2 separate regions of the Gossypium hirsutum genome follow, and region 1 is linked to region 2. Evidence: chromatin contacts called from public Hi-C data. All regions are on one chromosome and are shown on one strand. The core of a region is the stretch at or near the end of the contact, and the rest is flanking DNA. Distances in the headings are between cores, read along the strand shown.

Region 1 (5,319 bases), core at 2,322-4,821, 160 kb after region 2:
TCACTCCCCCCAGCTTTCCCTTTTTTTATATGTATATTAGCTTATTATTTTTATACGTTTTATTTCTCGATAATGGTCTTGCCTTTTCGTTTAAATTACATGGAATGCCACTCGTTCGGACACGCTTTGCTTACGTGGATTTTTAAGCTTTTTGCCCCTTAATTTGGTTAAGATTGCTGCTTTTATATGCTAGCTGTCTCTACGAGGGCAGATTCCAAAGTTTATCCGAGACGCGGTTTTTTGGGCTTTTAAACGGTGTCGTTTCCAATTATAATTGAACGCCAAATTTGTGTCCTACATAATCTTTTGCATTTAAATTTCATGTACTTCTCTGATTGACACATATTAGACATGTTTGTTATACGCAGAGCTATAAAATTTCAAATTAATTTAAATATAAAATTATTTATTTTTGTATTGTAAAAATTAAAAATTAAATAAAAAATGAATTTTGATTCGTTACTAAATACATCAAAACCAAATCGCAATTGAATCCTACAAATTTTTTTTAATATTTTGTTTAAATTATGAAGTGTTTTAAATTATTTGTTGCTGATGCAAGAAAAGTAAAGAAATGAAGTGTTTATATAAACAGACAATTTAAATGCTATTGAAGCTATCTAAGTTTCAGAATCAACGCCCTCTAAATTGACGATAATGAGGCACATTCACCACCTCTTGAAGAAAATTGAAAATTGGATACTTGAATACATACTTACAGAAGAAAACGTACAAGTAGATCAAATGATTAAAATAGCTTTTAATAAGGAGAAAAGGTTACAATTATTTACAAATAATTCTTTTGTTTTAGTTTAATTGGTTGTATTTTTTTCATAAAAAAAAAAAGAAAAAGGTTGGTTAAGTTTATTTAAAATTTTAGAGTAGGGTTGATATTGAAAAGGGAGCTTACTTGTATTGAAAGAGATAGCACAACTTTGTTATTAAAGAAGTTATAAAATAATGTGCTATGGTATATTTAAGGGTGAATATTTTTCATTTTGTAATTTCCAACATACTAAATTTTAAGATAAATTGCATTGGAAGGAAAGTGGGTTGAAAGAAACTAGAACAAATCAAATTCACAAACTTAATTCTTGATTTACTTTTCTATAAGAAAAAGTAAAATAATATAGTTTTGATGTCAATATTATGTAGAAATAATATATATTTATGGCATAAAATTTTGACAATAAAATTTAACTTAACATATTTAACAATTATTGTTTGCTCAAAATTAAAATTTTAAAATTTCGAAAAATATAATCATATTAGAGTATAAGAATTAAATTCATAATTTATGCATAACGTAAAGACTAATAACAAAATTTGACAAAAAAATAAATAATAAATGTTAAAGAATATTAATTATTGGATAAATCCCTAGGTAGCATTGTTTCTTTCGGTGGGTCTAGTTGGATTTCGTTAAATAACTTTGTTGGGCGGCTATATTAAATTATCTTTAAAATAATTCTTAGTAGAAGAAAATTTGGTAATGGATTAAAAAATTAATTCATCAACCAACACAGAATTTTCAACAAAAGGACGGAAAATAAGTACGTAGAAGAACAAATAAATTAATATAAAATATGTTAAGTCAAAATTAATATTATTAATAAAATAATTTAAATATATTATGAAATTAATAAATTTTATAATTTTATTTATAATAAAAAATTAATATTTGTTTATGTAAAATAATTTAGACGATTGTATCAAATTAAAATTTTGTATCTCGTAATATACTGAACTATATTGATATATAATTACTTTATAAAAATTATGTTCCACTATATTTTTCCCAATAAAAATTTTGTATTAGATTATAAGTTGGATGAAAATTATATGGCTATAATTTATTGGATATTTTCTTCTTAAACAGAACTTCCATTATTGACTTTCTTGACCTTGTTTTTTTATGACAAAATTCTAATTCTAGCTGTAAACTGACAACATTTTTTAATCCCTTTTCTTGTTTGATCACTTGTTGACTTTTCTCTGATTTTTGCACTAAATTATGGTGAATTAATATCACACTCGTATTCTCTGTACATAAAAGCTTGCTTCTCATATTTCAATAAAGGATCATTAAATTATAAATTTGATCTTTAATGGTTGTCACTTTTTTTTAATCCTTTTAACCTCTATTTTTAAACAATTGAACAATTAATCTTAAATGGAAATCTCTCTGAACTCTAGTGATAACATTTCTTATCTAGAAATCGAGGATGGTGATGGTTCTCGGACAGGTGCAGATCGTAATACAAAGAAAGCCCGTTTCAAATAGGGCAATGGCAAGGAAATCACTGATATGATGGTTGAATCTGGTCCGAGTCCAATTTTATCTTGGAAGGATAAACTTATGGGGAATAAATCTAGAGCGTCTGATAAGTTGGGGTTGGATAATTCTGGTGCTGGTGTTGATGAAGATCTAGAATTTTTGGAAGGAGATATTCACATATCCATTATTAATGGAATACCTGCTATTGATTTCTCAGAGAGGATTCAACAAATCTTGTTCAAAGAAATGGAACACACGGTTGTATTGAAATTACTTGGTAGGAATATTGGGTATGGGGCTTTAAACAATCGAATCAGTAGTTTATGGAATCCCTCTAAGCCTTCCCATATCATGGACATAGAGAATGAATACTTTCTGGCTAAATTTCAATCCACTGATAACTATGCAAAAGTTCTGTCGCAGGGTCCTTGGCTGATTTATGGTCAGTATCTGACTGTTCAACCTTGGACCAAAGAATTCAACCCTTACAACCATACCCAAGCATGGTGATGGCTTGGATACAGTTACTAGGCCTCCCAAGGTTTTTATACAAAAGGAAAATTCTTGAAGAAATAGGAGGGACCATTGGAAAGGTTGTTCGGTTAGATTTCAATACCGACAGTAGAATTACAGGTCACTTCGCCAGGATAGCCGTTTATGTCAACTTAGACAAGCCTCTGATCGCTCAAGTTCTTGTGAATGGTTTACATTAGAAAGTTGAGTATGAAGCGCTGCCTACGATTTGCTTTACTTACGGGAAGTACAAATATACCAAGAAGCTGTGTGCTTCACAACCATATTCAGTAACGGTGAAGGATCAGAAAGGGTACTACTCTGACAGAAGTCGCTGTAAGCGGAGGAGAAGGCGCTGTTTACGGGCCATGGATGGTGGTCGAAAGGAAAGTAAGGCGTAATTTTATGAATAATAATATTAAAAAAATGGGATTTTATAGAGAAAGGAAAAACGAGTTTCTGATTTGATGCTCTGACTAATATAGAGGTTTTGGTTGATCTAGAAGATGAGTTAAATAAGGAAGATACTAGAAAGTTGGTTGTTTTTAAGAATAAATTAAAGGTTGGAGAAAATGTTGCACAACAGGGGTTTAAGACACGAGGTAACCCTAAGTCAATGAGGCTTGAGCAAACAGGGGGAGATAGAATAAGTGATCAAGGGGATGGGCTCTTAAACCCACAAAGGAGAAATCTAGAAGTGAAAACTTTAGTAGGCCGGACACCTGTTGAGCCTACTTTTGATATTGGAGCAGTTAGATCAACAACTCTCAAGGCTGTTATGGACCCATTGAGTAGCTCAATGAATCAGCCCAACGACGTGTCGGACCCTCATTACATAGAGTCTGCTCTTCAAAATAACAAACCAAGGAGTTCTTTTCATTTTTTGAATGATTCTGCTTTTAAAGTTTTGACCGGTGCTGAGATTTTTAAATCTTCCACTAACCATTCCAAATCAACACCAGTGACTGTTTCTTGCTTTAATCCGATTTTTGTAGGTCAGGAGGTGAGTGAAAATGGTGGCCCAGCTCTATCAACTAAGCCAGTTTCTTCGTTGTAAAAGCCGATTAAAGTTCAAGTAGTTGATTCCCCTGGTGATTTAAACCCCAATAGACATATTGTTGTTTCGTTCAAAAAGATAGATTCAATTGATGGTGTTCAATTGAGGGGGGTCACTGTTTCAGCTTTAGGTGTTAATAAAATTCAAAATTCGGGGAAAATGTTAGGGAGTAAAGATGGGGGCTTTCGGGCTACAAGGAAAATAAACAAAATTATGCATGGGAAAGGGAATAATTTTAAAATTAAAAATTCTTCTAAAATTCCTTTGAGTGATTCTATGTCTAGGTTGCCTCAGATTGTTTCCACTTTACGAAGTGCTGATTCGGGTTCAATTGACCTAGGTACTGGTAAAAGAACTCAAGAATGATTATTAAAGCTCTAGACAGTAAGGTTTCTTGGGGTTTTTTTTTTATTCTATTCTTGTTTATTTTTTATCATGGATTTAAATTTATCAATTTTTTCTTGGAATTGTCAAGGCTGTGCGAGTAGTAAATTTCTCTGAGTTTTTCGTGAGTATAATTTTGAGCATATATCGGATATAGTATGTCTGCTGGAACCGAGAGTTAGTGGTAAAAAGGCTAATTCTATTATTGATAAATTGGGTTTTGACTTTTCTCACCGCATTAAGTCTATTGGTTTTTTAGGTCGCATCTAGGTTGGTTGGAAGGATAATATTTACATTAGCATTATTCATAATCATCCCCAGGCTTCTTCGTGTTCATGGTAGAACTCACACTAATTCCTTTTTTTTAATCTTTTTTGTGTATGGTAGTCTTGACAAAGTTAAGAGGAAGTCTCTTTGGATTGATTTAATAAATGTTTTACCTCACGATCCTTTACCTTGATTGATAATGGGTGACTTTAATGCTATCCTCTCACCTAAAGATAAAAAAAAATGATCGCTCAACTGGTAGGAGATGTAATTTATTTGGAAATTTTGTTGACTCTTGTAATTTGCAGGATCTTGGATTCAGGACCCTCCTTTACCTGGCAAAGAGGTAATACGCACGAGCGGATAGATCAAGCATTAGCTAATGATACTTGGATTTCATCCTTTCCGCATAGTCTCGTTTATCATCTTCCGCGCATTTAATCAGATCATAGGTCCATCCTTCTGAAAACTAATACTGAATTTAGTATTTCGAAAGGGAGACCTTTTCGGTTTCTCACAGGATGGACAATGTAACAACTCGGTTTAGACCCTAGTTAGAACAGTGGTTTCGGGACCACAAATTCGAGTTAGAAAAATATTTTAATATTATTTTCTGTGCTTAAAGTAGTGAATTGATATTTGTGAAATTTTCGTATGAAAATTTTATCGTTTGAGTGTCGATTTGTGAAAAATGGCTTAATCGCATAAAATGTAAAAGTGGCCTTCTACTTGTTAAAGTGCTATATTGCTATGGCTTTTATTATGTGGGGCCTTATGTTGTAATTTGACCATTGAAAATATGCATGGACGGTAATGGTCT
Region 2 (5,183 bases), core at 1,028-3,527:
CGATGAGGCACTGTGTGCCAAACTTATGTATTTTGGTTGTATCTGTGTATCCATCCGAGTCCGAGTAGTGTTAATAGGGGTAAATAAATGAATTGGCAATATGAATGATTTTGAATATGAAATTAGAATGGGATATGGAATGGATATTGATATTGAAAATGAATTCTGTATCCTATTGAGAAAAGTTATTTGAATAGTAATTATGAGATTGAAATAGTAATAGATGAAAATTGAAATTGTTATGAATGATGTGTTTATGAAATTGATTATTTGTTTGAATGATCTTTGTTATGTGTGATTAGATATATAAATATTATAAATTCTTGCTTAAAAAGTATTCAAATTATAGAAATACCACTGAGTTTATACTCGGCGTACGGTGTGTTTTTCGTGCACATGTTAGGTATTTAAAGTTGCTCATCGAATTAGCATCCACACCGATAATGGCATGTACCTAGGATGTTTTATGTTGGTTATTTTGAAAAATGTTTGTAAATGATATTATAAGATGTTATTGGTTGGTTATATACAAATTTATATGTTATGTTGAGTTAAATATGTGGTATATTTAAGTTGATACCTAAATGGCTATGAAATAGGCAAAAACAATTAGGGTTGAAATGGTATGAAAATTTGAGTTAGCTTGAATTATGTTTTAATGGTTTGTTTGGACAATATATATGAAGTACCTATGAGTATAAATTGGATAGGTCATTAGGTTAATGTTTTTGACATGTTTTAAAGATGTTTGATCGTGTTTTAAAGTGATTGAATGATTGGTTTTTGAGTTACTTGTTGTTTAAGTTGCAGGGTTGGTATACTTGATGTTTAAGGTTCATTTTGAGTCCACATGGTCAGACACACGGCTAGCACATGGGCATGTGCTCCAGCCGTGTGAAATTTACACCTAATTTTTGAAAAATAAATTGACCACACGGCCTAGCACACGGACGTGTAGGTTAGCCATGTAATGTAGGTTAGAGAGTTACACGGGGTAGGACACAGCCTGAAATATGGGCATGTCATAGGGTCACACGGGCGTGTGAGCCTTGCACCTAGGAAAAATTTTGAGGTTTTACGAAAAAATTTTAGAGAACCCGAATAAGTCTCGATTTGTTTCTAATACATATTTAGGGCATTGAGGACCCAAATAAGGGACAACATGATTAATTTATAAGGTGTATTATTTGAAATTTTTTTATGTTCGTATTTGGTCTGAAATGTCTAGTAATGCTCCGTAAACCTATTCTGACAACGGATAAAGGTTAGGGGGTGTTACACCCTACACTTTCCACTTTATTTAATTTAGCCATTCTTTTGATTTTTTAACTCCTCGTTTCAATACATCTCCATATCACATTCATAAAAAATATTTCTTCAAACTTCTCCCCTTTTCAAAAATGGTAAATTTGCACTTTTAGTCCTTCAATTTTCAAAATTTTGCAATTTAATTCTTACTAAATTTCATCATTCATACTTTCTCTCCAAATACTTAATTCACCTTTAAAATATTTATCCTTTCTCAAAGACTAAATTTTTTTGGTACAATTTTTTATTATATATAATTTTTAGCCTAATTTCCTTAATTGTCATTTTCAATTTTCACCTCACTTCTGCAACTGCATTTGAATCCAAACACTTATTCATTGATGATTTAATCTCATCTCTATAGTACTCAATCTCATTGCCTTAGGTATTTTTAATCTCACCAAGCTAATCGCACCGCCCATCCAAAAGGAGCCTTTGTCTTTATACTATGCGTAAGTTACAGACTTAGTCCATGTACTTTAATTTGGTCAACGTTAATTTTTTTTACTTTTCAAATTTTACAATTTAAGCCTTGATCAAATGGTAGCTTTTAAATTCATTAAATTTTAGCTTTCAATTTCCACATATTACTTACAAAAAAAAATTAAAAATAGACTTAATGGCTATCATTTACATCAAGACTAAAATTTCAAATTTTGAAAAGGATAGAGACTAAGAATGCTAAAATTGAAGAACATGGACTAAATCTATACAACTTTACGCATAGTACATGACTAATAGAATTTAACCAAACATATTTAATTGTTATTGTTTGTATCAAGGATGAAATTTTAAAATTCGAAAAATATAGAGATTAAAATTGACTAAATTATAGTACATGAAGTGAATCCACAACTTGCATATAGTACAAGGACTAATAATAAAATTTGAACTAATAAATTACATGGTTTGCATTGGTTTGGGTTTAACATTTTCCCTTTTTGCCCATGGCTTTAACCTTTTCTACATTTTAGCTTAGGTCCATCAGAGATGGATCTATATGGGGGCCTTAGCCCAGACTCTTTCAACTTCTGTTTAAGCTTAGTCCAAATTTTAATTCTTGAGCCCTACATTTGTCCCAAAATTTTTTTGATCCTCTAAAATATAATGAGCTTTTTGTTTTTTCTAGGTTAAATGTATTCATGAAAAATATCTCATTTTGAGTAGAACCCATTATCCTATTATTAGATGCCTAGATCTAATCCCACGTAACATTGAACTGTTTTAGGTTGCATTATTTAAAAAAAAAAGAGAGAAAAAGAATTATAGTCCGGTTCCATGGTGCAATGTACTTGTTAATATCTCTCTATATAATAACATAAATAATATACTTGCAAATAATTAAATAAAAGTTCACAAACAATGCGAGCACACATCTCAATATAAACACAGAGTAAATGCATGTATTGTACTCGACAAAATGGATCGAAAATCTTATGTCTGTTTATCCAACCTTACATTGAACCTACAACCTATTAGATTTAATCTCTTAATTTAGGAATGGAGTGGATCTCCTCACTTTGCATATATTTCCTGTATCCCTGCAATTTTTATATTATAATACTATAGATTTGATGTCCTCCTAGTGCACGTAGGGCACAGTTAGGGAGTTTTAGCTTTATTGGTTAAGTGGAATAATAACAATTTTATTCAATATCAAATTCTTAAAATTTTATTTTCGCCCTCCAATATCAAATTTTATTTTACTATAAGTGCATGAATCTCATATATCATTAATGAATTATAATCCGTAATTTAATTAATTATGAAAATTTATATTTTTAATTATGTTTAAATGAATTTAATATATTTATTTGTCTTGCGATATTTTTTTATTTTATTCATTAATAATGTGATAAATTATGGTTCATTGATGGTGCATAAAACTCATGCATTGACAATTCATTATATATATTGCAACTCTCTTCGCAACTAGATGCAATGCAACTTGCCTATCGGCATGTTTTAATAATTAGATTGCTTTAACTATTTTTGTGCATCTTTTTAAGGAATTGGCAATTTTTGTGGTATTAAATTGGTAAATATATTTGGTCAAGCAATGATATTTTGAAGAGTTCTAGTATGATTCATTTACTTTGTTTATACATATTTAAGATTAGAAGAAATTTAATTGATGAAGGTCTCTTTTTATCACATACCATATTAAAGAGTTTTAATTGGGAAGAAACTTCAAAGATTATTTATGTTTGTACTAGTTCATTTACGAATGACTACAATGCCTATTTAAATATTAGTATTTCAACTTTGATAAGAGATTAAGAGAGTACATTCCAATTTGTGTAGGGAGCTTTTATTAGTGCAAATTACTTGTGTATATACTACTTGAAGAGTATTGGCTAAGCTTTTGATGGAAAAAGTCTTTCCTTAAATTTTAATGAAAAGAGTAATCTTATGTGAATATATGAAAGTGGAGTTGTATTAGCGAAAGAATGATCTTAGTATAAAAGTGAAATTACAACTTAATTTGAATTTAAATAACGACTTATACAATTAATTAACTGTAAATTATTCTCTAAGATTATCAAAAGATTTAAAACTACAAATTTCTGTTTTTTATTCTTTTAATAATTACGTAAGTTGTAATTTAACTTGCATTAACACAAATATTTGATAACTAGAAGTGGACTTATGGACAGTCGGTCGTCAAACAAATTAGAGTCAAATGCGTTCATGGATGCACGTATGCTTTTAATTGGTCTATGGCTGTCGTCCACCGACGTTTTTGCCCACAGCATAATTGCCTGAAAAAATAAAGGAAAACGTGGGGCGTATTGGATTTTTGCATAAAATAAATAGAAACAAAGAACACGATTCTAGAGGTTAAAACTGGGGTCGTCTATATATTTTTTATATTTTCTCACACCATTTGCACTATTTTTTTCAATAAAATCTTCCAATCTGTAAAGTACAATGGAGGCCGACCATATTGTTGGGACATGTAGAGTACCATATATATATATATGCGAAGTTGGGGCTTTACCTAAAATTAGTAATGCGGTTAGAGGACAAGTTGAATTACTACAATGATTGCATCCAAAAAAAATTACTATCATTTCATCCGATGATTCTTCGATACATTTTAAATCTAAATTAAAGTCTAGTAATAAATGATTGATTATGCTCAAAATTAATGATGGTTGTTTCTCTTCTCAGTTTAAGATTAGATTAGATTGACTATATTGATTGTTAAATATTTTGATTTAAATAAAAATTAAATATGAGTGTAGTTATTTTCTTTTATCAATTATTTTTATTTTTGATCTTCATTTTTCCATTTGAGGGGTTTACATCATTTTCATGCTTAAACAAACCAAAAAAAAACAAATGAGTCATAAAGTAAATTCCGTCACTATATCAGGTTAATCCTAAACCCTAATACCAAATAGAAAAGTCAAATTCTGTGATTTTTCTTTTTAATCACGCGAATATGATCAAGAATAGGTAAGAAATAAACATATTTTTCCAAAACCTACAACTAATCAATGACTTTAAAAAAGTTTTGTAGTCTTTTTACCCAATTTCTATACAAATTTTGTATATATATATATTTACAATATAGGAAGTTGAAACTCAATGCTTAACCAGATCGTCGACTTCAGCTTCTTTACCCTTTATCTTGCGCCAAACCAACTAGAACCACTTGGGGCGGGTTATCAAAAACATGAATTAAATCGCGCAACATCGAACCCATTTAATCATCGAATCAGCAACCATATTCCTCATTCTTGGAACTTGTCTTATTTCTACCTTTCAATTTCGAATTTCCAAGCTCAATTTCGATAACCCCACCTCTACAGCCCAAGTTTTAAATCAGCAACAACCGTTTTTATTTTGCAATCACACTCAATCAGCAA

What was found. Hi-C and Micro-C count contacts between places; a contact is called where the count stands out from the background.
Region 1: a Hi-C map of leaf shows a contact between it and region 2, with 2.4 times the contacts expected there. The contact joins two enhancer-like sites. A contact is called at or near these places in 2 of 34 Hi-C or Micro-C datasets (leaf and seedling).

The regions. Positions count from the first base shown.
Region 1 is chrA02:99,945,405-99,950,723 of Gossypium_hirsutum_v2.1, forward strand. LOC107951650 reads right to left here and starts at 67. Exons shown (of 3, transcript XM_016886777.2): 1 at 1-67. Within about 2 kb of position 3,572, at least 9 of the 9 cell types and tissues checked have an H3K27ac peak or open chromatin away from gene starts, as enhancers often do. A contact at or near this core is called in leaf, where this site is marked.
Region 2 is chrA02:99,784,349-99,789,531 of Gossypium_hirsutum_v2.1, forward strand. No RefSeq gene overlaps it. Among protein-coding and RNA genes, the nearest start is that of LOC121217618, 8.9 kb to the left of the region's middle. Within about 2 kb of position 2,278, at least 1 of the 9 cell types and tissues checked has an H3K27ac peak or open chromatin away from gene starts, as enhancers often do. A contact at or near this core is called in leaf, where this site is marked.